2 separate regions of the Mus musculus genome follow, and region 2 is linked to region 1. A link is a contact called in public HiCAR-type data. All regions are on one chromosome and are shown on one strand. Each heading gives the region's core, a stretch centred on a gene start, on an enhancer-like site or on the middle of the called end of the contact. The rest is flanking DNA. Distances are from core to core; before and after follow the strand shown. Region 1 has its middle 41 kb from the start of Daam1. Region 2 overlaps Daam1 (dishevelled associated activator of morphogenesis 1).

Region 1 (3,925 bases), core at 1,102-3,601:
TAAGCATACATTTGGAATTGTGAACGTAGAATAAAAACAGATTAATAAATAAGCCAACAGAGTGACCCTTAGTGTCCAGACCTGAGCACAATGCTGAGCAGGTCCCTAGGCCTATGCTACTGTGAACCAGACAAGCCAAGGATTGGGACCCCTATTCATGTGGGGTCCTATAGGTGTGAGGTCTTATACATGGGGCTGGTGTGGGTCACAGGCTGGTGACTGATTCTAGTCTGGGTGTCCTACATCAATGGCAGGTTTAGGAAGGATGATTAAATAGCCGACACTCCACCGGTCTCTGTGGAGTCCCACCACAGGCTGCTCAAGAACAACTAGGTCTATGGAATGGACACTGCAGCACTGGAGGAAGCCTCTATGTTGACAGACACTTGACATATCTTGATGCCTGCAGCATTGAAAAATGTTTGCATACCTGGAAACAAACGGATGAACAGGCTAATGAGATACAGTAAATGTTGGTTTCATGCAGTCTCATGAATGTGTGTGTTTTGTATGTAAACATGGGTGTGCAGGTATGTATTGCACATGTGCATGAATATGTGCATGCGTGCGTGTGTGTATGTGTGTATATACATGAGTATGCATACTTATGTGCATATGTGTATGTATGTATTGTGCACACATGTGCATGCATGTGTGAATACATGTGTGAGCATGTATATGTGTTCATTTGTGTATATATATGTGAATATGTGTGCATGTGTATATTCATATGTTGGGAACAGAAACACCTTGCTAAGCACATGCTAAGCACACGCTTCACTAGTGAGCTCCTTCCCCAGTTCAGGCTGGTTGTCCCTATCAGTTGTCATTAGAAATAGCTGGCTTAAGGAAATTGAAAGAAATATCTTTTCTGTGAATGGTACCATAATGGTAGTCCATCTTTATAAAGTGGAAAATGAAATGAGTGGTAACATTCCAATTTGAAATTTTCAGTAACTGCTTCAAAAGACCAAATTTTCTATTGGGCTTACAACTCTTAAATTGTCTTTAGTTCTTCCATTGCTGTATGTGTGAGCTTAGTCATTCTGTCAGCCCATACATTCTCCTGGAGTCTCCCACCTTTGGCTGCTACTCTCAGGGATTTGCTTATAAATAGATGGCAGGCATCTGTGCTTAGAAAATGCTCCGTTACCATAACATACTACATTATTAACAAGTAAAGTTCTGATACAGGTTCTAGTATAATTGAGAACAAACACTTTGCAAAACACACCTCTATACATACATCTGTGGATGCTGTTCCCTCAACTTGAACAAAAATATATCAACATCATCAAATATTTATTTGGGCCCCACAGGTATTGCTTCTGGACAGGGCCCTCCCTATACCTGTTCTCTGTGATTAAACAGAGCTGAAAGGTCTTTCTCTCAGTGACAGGTATAAAGGTTCATTTGGAAAACTGGGTTCTAAAACAGTGTCTGTACATACTACATTTGTTGATGGCCTATATTGCAAGTCGTCTATGCATGACATTTTGAGAGATACCCTGATCTCATGGGCTGAAAAATAAGTAAAAAGTGATATTAGGAATGACCAGCGAAATGGGAATGTCATGTCCTTGGGACATGGTGCACACAGTGTTATGAGAGCAAACCTAGACAGCGGGAGAAGGAAGGGCCCAATGATCTCATTTCCTAGGCTGAGAGTAGGCTAGCCATTGAGGAGGGTGAGGAGGAGCCAGGAGTGACCTGGAATTCTGGGCACAGCCTCTGTGAACCAGGCAGCCATACTACCCGGGGCATTGAGCAGATGGAGGCTGAGCTTGAACTATGTTCCTTCCAAAGGTATGCAGAATTCCTGGTCCTCAGAATATGGCCTTATGTGGGAGCATGGCTCACAAAGAGGTTGAAATGAAATCATTATTATAAGTTCAGTCTGACCATCATCTTAGAAAAGGGCATTTGAACGTAGAAACACAACCTTACAGACGAAAGGTTCGGTGAGGAGGCACGGGACTGTAACAATGGCCTCAAAAGCTGTGGAGCATCACAGATTGCTAGAAGAATCCAAAAGCAGGTTACACCCTTGCTGTCCAAGTGTGAAGATTAGAGTCTGGATCCCTGGACCCCACTGAATGCTAGGCAGCTGGAGTAAGCCCACCTTGCCTCAGTATCTCCTGTGGAGTATATTTCAGGAAAACTTTTGACATCAATACCTGGCCCCCATGCACATGTGCACACATGTACACACACACACACACACACACACACACACACACACACACACCACAGAAATTCAGAAGCTAAAAGAAACAAAGGAGTCCTGTGCTCAGTTCTGTTGGAGGAGGCACAGTCCCGTGGACACATCTGTTTCAAGCTTTAATTTGTGCAGCTGGGAACTCCTTACTAAGCATCCTTTTGGCAACTGGTTGTCACTGCAGCTCTTTGGATTGCTCCATACTTTCTCCATTCCCATTGCCACTACCAGGGCTTCAGCCCCAAGACCTGCTGCTGCATTTTACAGATAAAATCTTTCTCTCCAGCTTTACTTTCTTCTCTGCATTCCCAACCTTGTTTTTCCAGGCATGGCAATCAGTTCACTGGCCCTCCTCAAACTTCTTGATTTCACTTCCATTTCTCTTAGGCTAGAATCCAAATCCTATCTCATGGCTATGGCCCTCTCTCATCTGGTCCTGCCTATGTCTCTAGCATCATCTCTATTGACTCATCTCCCATGTCTCAGTCTTCAGTCCTCACATTTGGCCCTCCAAGACTAACATTAAGCTGCTGGGCTATGGCACGCATTCTTTCCCTTTGACAGTTGAGATACTGAGTGACCTCATTCCGGGTTGTTTCCCTATCTACTCTTTGCCTGTTTCCCATCATGCCTTAAATCTCTGTCTGTGTCCTCTAGACCATCTATGAGCTAGAGGACTCAAAAAACCGATTTGGTCATTTGGCTCAAGTTCAAAGGCCTGGGATCCAAGGAAAACACTTGTATAACTGCAGTTGAAAGTTAAAGGCCTGAGAGTGGGAAGGGAGTTCTGCTGGTCTAAGTCTTGGAGTCCTCAGGCCAAGAGTTAAGAGCTCTGATGTTCTTGCGTAGGAAGTGATAAATGTCTCAGTTCTATTAAAAAAAAAAAACAACTCACTATTGTTCTGTTTGCTGGATCTGGGTAGGATCCTAAAGGATTGATGATGCCCACCCACATTGTTGAGGTTGGATCATTATGCAGCCTACTGATTCAAGTGTTGATCTCATCTAGAGATGTCCTAACAGATATATGAAGGAAAATATTTTATCAGTTACCTAGATACCTTTTAATTCAATCATGTTGAGACAAAATCAACCATAATAGAACTCATCATAATAGATGCCACATTTTTCTATGGATTTAATGTCATTCTTGAATCAACAGTGCTATTTTATGTCACTATCAGAGCACCAGTGGTACTAGACCGTCACTGACAGCTTGCTTGATGGTGCTAAGCATATGTAAATTCCAAGAGGATCAGACCAACAGTGACTCCAGAAATGCTTTATAAAACAAAGTTTAGAATTTATTTGGGGTAATAGAGAACAAAGGCCAAAGCCTTCCCATACTATTCTTGGCCTTACCTTTGAGAGGAATCATGTCAACATTGTATCTGGGCTACAAAATGTACTGAAAATATTGACCGAGTGACTAAGTGACTAAGTAACTGAACATGTGAGGAGTTCCACCATCAGTCCATGCTCAAGATCAAGGCCAAAAGGACTGACTTTCAGGTGGAACCCAAACTTCTTGAAGTTCTTCCTGCCTGATACCAGGCTTGGTCCATTGTTAATAGCCCCACCCATTGGAAGTAGAAAGATGTGAAGACTAGGAGCCACACTTGGCTCCATCATGAGAAAGGATGCCTAATTGCTCATTTTCCTTTGTTGTCAGTCCTTTCTGTTGCTCACCGAGAACACAGCCATCAC
Region 2 (3,562 bases), core at 21-2,520, 150 kb before region 1:
TGAATGGCTCCAAATTATTATTACTTGGGTGGACACACAGAGAAGTCCCTGCAGTCTTCAGAACCCTCCCATTCTGTTAGCTCATCCACAGACACCAGTGTCCCCATTTTCTCATCGCTGGAGAAGCAGTGTATGGAATGGAGTTTGGTGGATGTGGGATTCAGATCCTTTCCTCTTCTTTTCCTCTCCTCTCCTTCTCTCCTCTCTCCTCTCTCCCTCCCCCTCCCCCTCTCCTCTCCTATAAACCCTCAAGGCAAACGCTTCTGTGGCTTCTTCTATAATTTGTGCAGTCCTGGTCACACCTAACAGGCTGTTTATTACTCAAGGTACAGCAGCAGAATAAGAAAGAAACAGGAAAGAAGAGGAAGAAACTGAAAGTCAAGGCCCTGCAGAACTTAAATAAGAGCAGCAAATTCATGGATCCGGGTTGGTTTTTACCTTTTGCAGTGGGAGTAGCAATAAAACCTAGATCACATTAAAGGTCTTGGAGTGGTAAGACAGCTCTCCATGAGGACCTGGGTAGAGGCAGCAGAGAGTAGAGCACTCGGGAGAGTAGAGCCTTCTATTTCATATTATCAACTTAAAGTTGGATACAACCCATTCTGAAAATCATGAGAATGCCATGAGAGGCAAAGACTTCGACCTTCAGTTTTCATCAATGGCAACAGGATTTAAGCTACTAAGGTTCAAAGGCTGGTGACTTATTTTCTGTTGTGAATTTTAGCTATGATTAATAGATGATGTTCAGGCTGCCTAGAGTGCTAACATCTCAGAGGCCAGAACTCAGATACTGAGAACGCAGTTTAACTGCTAACTATAGATCACAGCTTTCCCTAGAGCATTCTGATTATTACAGCATTTTATCAAGTCATGTTATGATTCTGTATATGAACCTCTCGGCCACCAATGAGATCAGGAAGTCAGGAAGGAGCTAAGTTCCCAGAGAGAGGGAGATGGGTATGAACATGATGAAGGGACAGTTAGGTCATAGAACTGTTAGAAAAGCCTACAGTCCACAGGAGTGTTGTTGCAACACTCCCAATAATTAGTCACAGCAACAGCAAGTCCAAGTTGAATGCAAGCCATGTTTCAAATGGCATTTCCTCTTATAACATTAAGACCAATCATATGTTAGTGTGTGTAGATTCTATTTAAAACACACTAGAAAAGTTACTTCACTAGGCAACCTTTCAGCCCCTCGTCCCCAACACCTCAAACACTGAGTGTCTGGAATGGAATTTGGAAAGGTAACAGCATTCAGAAGGGCTTACTCAATCAAGCTCATTGTGCAACTGTGTACTCTGTACCCTATTTTAGGCTGTCACAGAATGTAAGTAATACTTACAGCAGCCATGGAATTGAGCTGATCAATGTAGAACTCGGGCCAACTGGTTGCTCCCTTGTTTTCTTCCTGGTCCTACAAAAATGAAAAGAAATAAAACAAAGTAAGAAAAAGTGACAAGGTAACACATTACCAGAGGCCCACATGGAGCAGCAGAGAGCTGATGTCCTGTGCATCATGATGGTGGTCTGCAAAGCCACGAGAATACAGGAGACACTTATTGTTTTACAGTATCGGGTCATCTACTTAAAGGGTACATGGGAATTGAATTCACGCCAGGGAGTAACATTTTCTTTTTTTAGTGACATAATGGTACTGAGAAGGATATTCTAGGTCTCATGTCACACTGAGGACTACATGGGGATGTCACAGCTGTATGAAATTCAAGAGTGAAGGAGACCTGTCTTTACAGTGGCCAGAGACATGGCCAGTTGGTGACTAGATTGTTTCTATCAGTTATTTAGATTTCATTGTGAAGTAGGATTTCATTTGATGTGGCTGAAAGGGGCTACTGACACCGGTGGAGTTAACAAGAGAACACATGTTAGTCCCAGGCACAGGTCTCCTGCTGACCCAGCTCAGGAGCTATGTTAGAAAAACGAGTGTGCCAGGCAGTGGTGGCACACGCCTTTAATCCCAGCACTTGGGAGGCAGAGGCAGGCGGATTTCTGAGTTCGAGGCCAGCCTGGTCTACAGAGTGAGTTCCAGGACAGCCAGGGCTACACAGAGAAACCCTGTCTTGAAAAACAAACCAAAAAAAAAAAAAAAAAGAAGGAAAGCAAAGGAAAAAAGGAAAGGAAAAAGGGAAAGGAAAGGAAATAGAGTGTGTGTCTGCTAAAAAGACCTGAAACCCAAACCCACCTCAGCTAGATGTGTCTCACAACCCAGGTGACCTTGAGCCAAAACAGCTGGCGCATCTGTGGATGGAGTTCACTGACACGCCTAACCTGGACCTCCCTGTCAGCTGTAGTCTCTGTTGGAGACACAGCAAGCTCAGCCAGGAGGCACGCTGTGCTTGGCTTCCACAATCTCGCACACCTTTGTGCTGAGAGAGGTATTCCTGTAACCAGGACTTTCCATTAAGAGAGCACCCCGATATAATGGGTCACCCAAGGAGAAGACACTGCCATGTACACACAGCGGCTGTCTGATGCCCAAGGAGTTACTGCTATACTGCTGGCTTCAGTTTTTTAGTTTCAGCAGCCCATCCATCCATCCATCCATCCATCCATCCATCCAAACATTCATGCATTGGGCCTTGGAAGAGTGATTTCTAGGAGGAGCTTTTAATTTTAGGCTTAGACCTTATCTCTAAAAATCCCTCCCTTTTTCCCTCTTTCTGTAACCCAGGCTGGTCTCAACTGTAGGACTGTAGAGTGATCCTCCTGATTCAGATTTCTAAGTGCTGAGGTTATAGCTATGAGCCACCATTACTCGCCCTACAAACACGCACGCGAGCGCACGCGCACACGCACGCACACGCACACACACACACACACACACACCACTGTCTCTAGGCAGATACTTCCAAGTGAGTCTGCTTAGGTGATCAAAGAAATATAGTTCAAAACTGTTTTCAAAAGCCGGGCGTGGTGGCACATGCCTTTAATCCCAGCACTCGGAGGCAGAGGCAGGCGGATTTTTGAGTTCAAGGCCAGCCTGGTCTACAGAGTGAGTTCCAGGACAGCCAGGGCTGTACAGAGAAACCCTGTCTCGAAAAACAAAACAAACAAACAAACAAAAAACTATTTTCAAGCAGTAACAAGCAGTAACAAGAAGGAAAATGGCTGTTTACAGGGCCACCTGAGTGGGCAGCAAGGGACACAGATGAGGGTCACGGGTATAGCAGTGGCTTTGAAGTTGGGCAGGATTACACTCTTGTGATTTAAAAACATTCAGAAAGCCTGATGAGTTTTAAGAATGGCTCTTGGCTATAATTTACCACATTAATAAAAGAGCTAGAGTGGCAGAATAAATGCTGAACCCAGCTCTCCTCTTAGAAGGAGCACTAAAATTAGCAAAAGCCTGCTGCTACTAACGTATTTAACAAGCCAAAACCCTCAGTGATAGTCAATGGTATTTGAACCTATAAAATGAAATAGAAGGTGCCAGATCTTTCTATTCTCCCCAAATCAGGGCAAATTTCCAAAGCAAACAAAACCAAGTCCTATGTCCAAGGTTCCACAAAAGCCTATCTGTTGTAAGCTCCACAGTCCTGGA

Evidence for each region. HiCAR-type assays count read pairs that join an accessible place to other places.
Region 2: a contact with region 1 is called in a HiCAR-type map of fibro-adipogenic progenitors, with 2.9 times the contacts expected there. The contact joins two enhancer-like sites. A contact is called at or near these places in 10 of 484 Hi-C or Micro-C datasets (the AML12 cell line, the CH12 cell line, cortical glia and 6 more) and 2 of 115 datasets of contacts at active chromatin or transcription factors (embryonic stem cells and fibro-adipogenic progenitors).

The regions. Positions count from the first base shown.
Region 1 is chr12:71,787,942-71,791,866 of GRCm38.p6, reverse strand. No RefSeq gene overlaps it. Among named protein-coding and RNA genes, the nearest start is that of Daam1, 41 kb to the left of the region's middle. Within about 2 kb of position 2,351, at least 13 of the 459 cell types and tissues checked have an H3K27ac peak or open chromatin away from gene starts, as enhancers often do. A contact at or near this core is called in fibro-adipogenic progenitors, where this site is marked.
Region 2 is chr12:71,934,414-71,937,975 of GRCm38.p6, reverse strand. Daam1 (dishevelled associated activator of morphogenesis 1) reads right to left here. Exons shown (of 26, transcript NM_026102.3): 4 at 1,346-1,417. Among named protein-coding and RNA genes, the nearest start is that of Gm40440, 100 kb to the left of the region's middle. Within about 2 kb of position 1,270, at least 54 of the 459 cell types and tissues checked have an H3K27ac peak or open chromatin away from gene starts, as enhancers often do. A contact at or near this core is called in fibro-adipogenic progenitors, where this site is marked.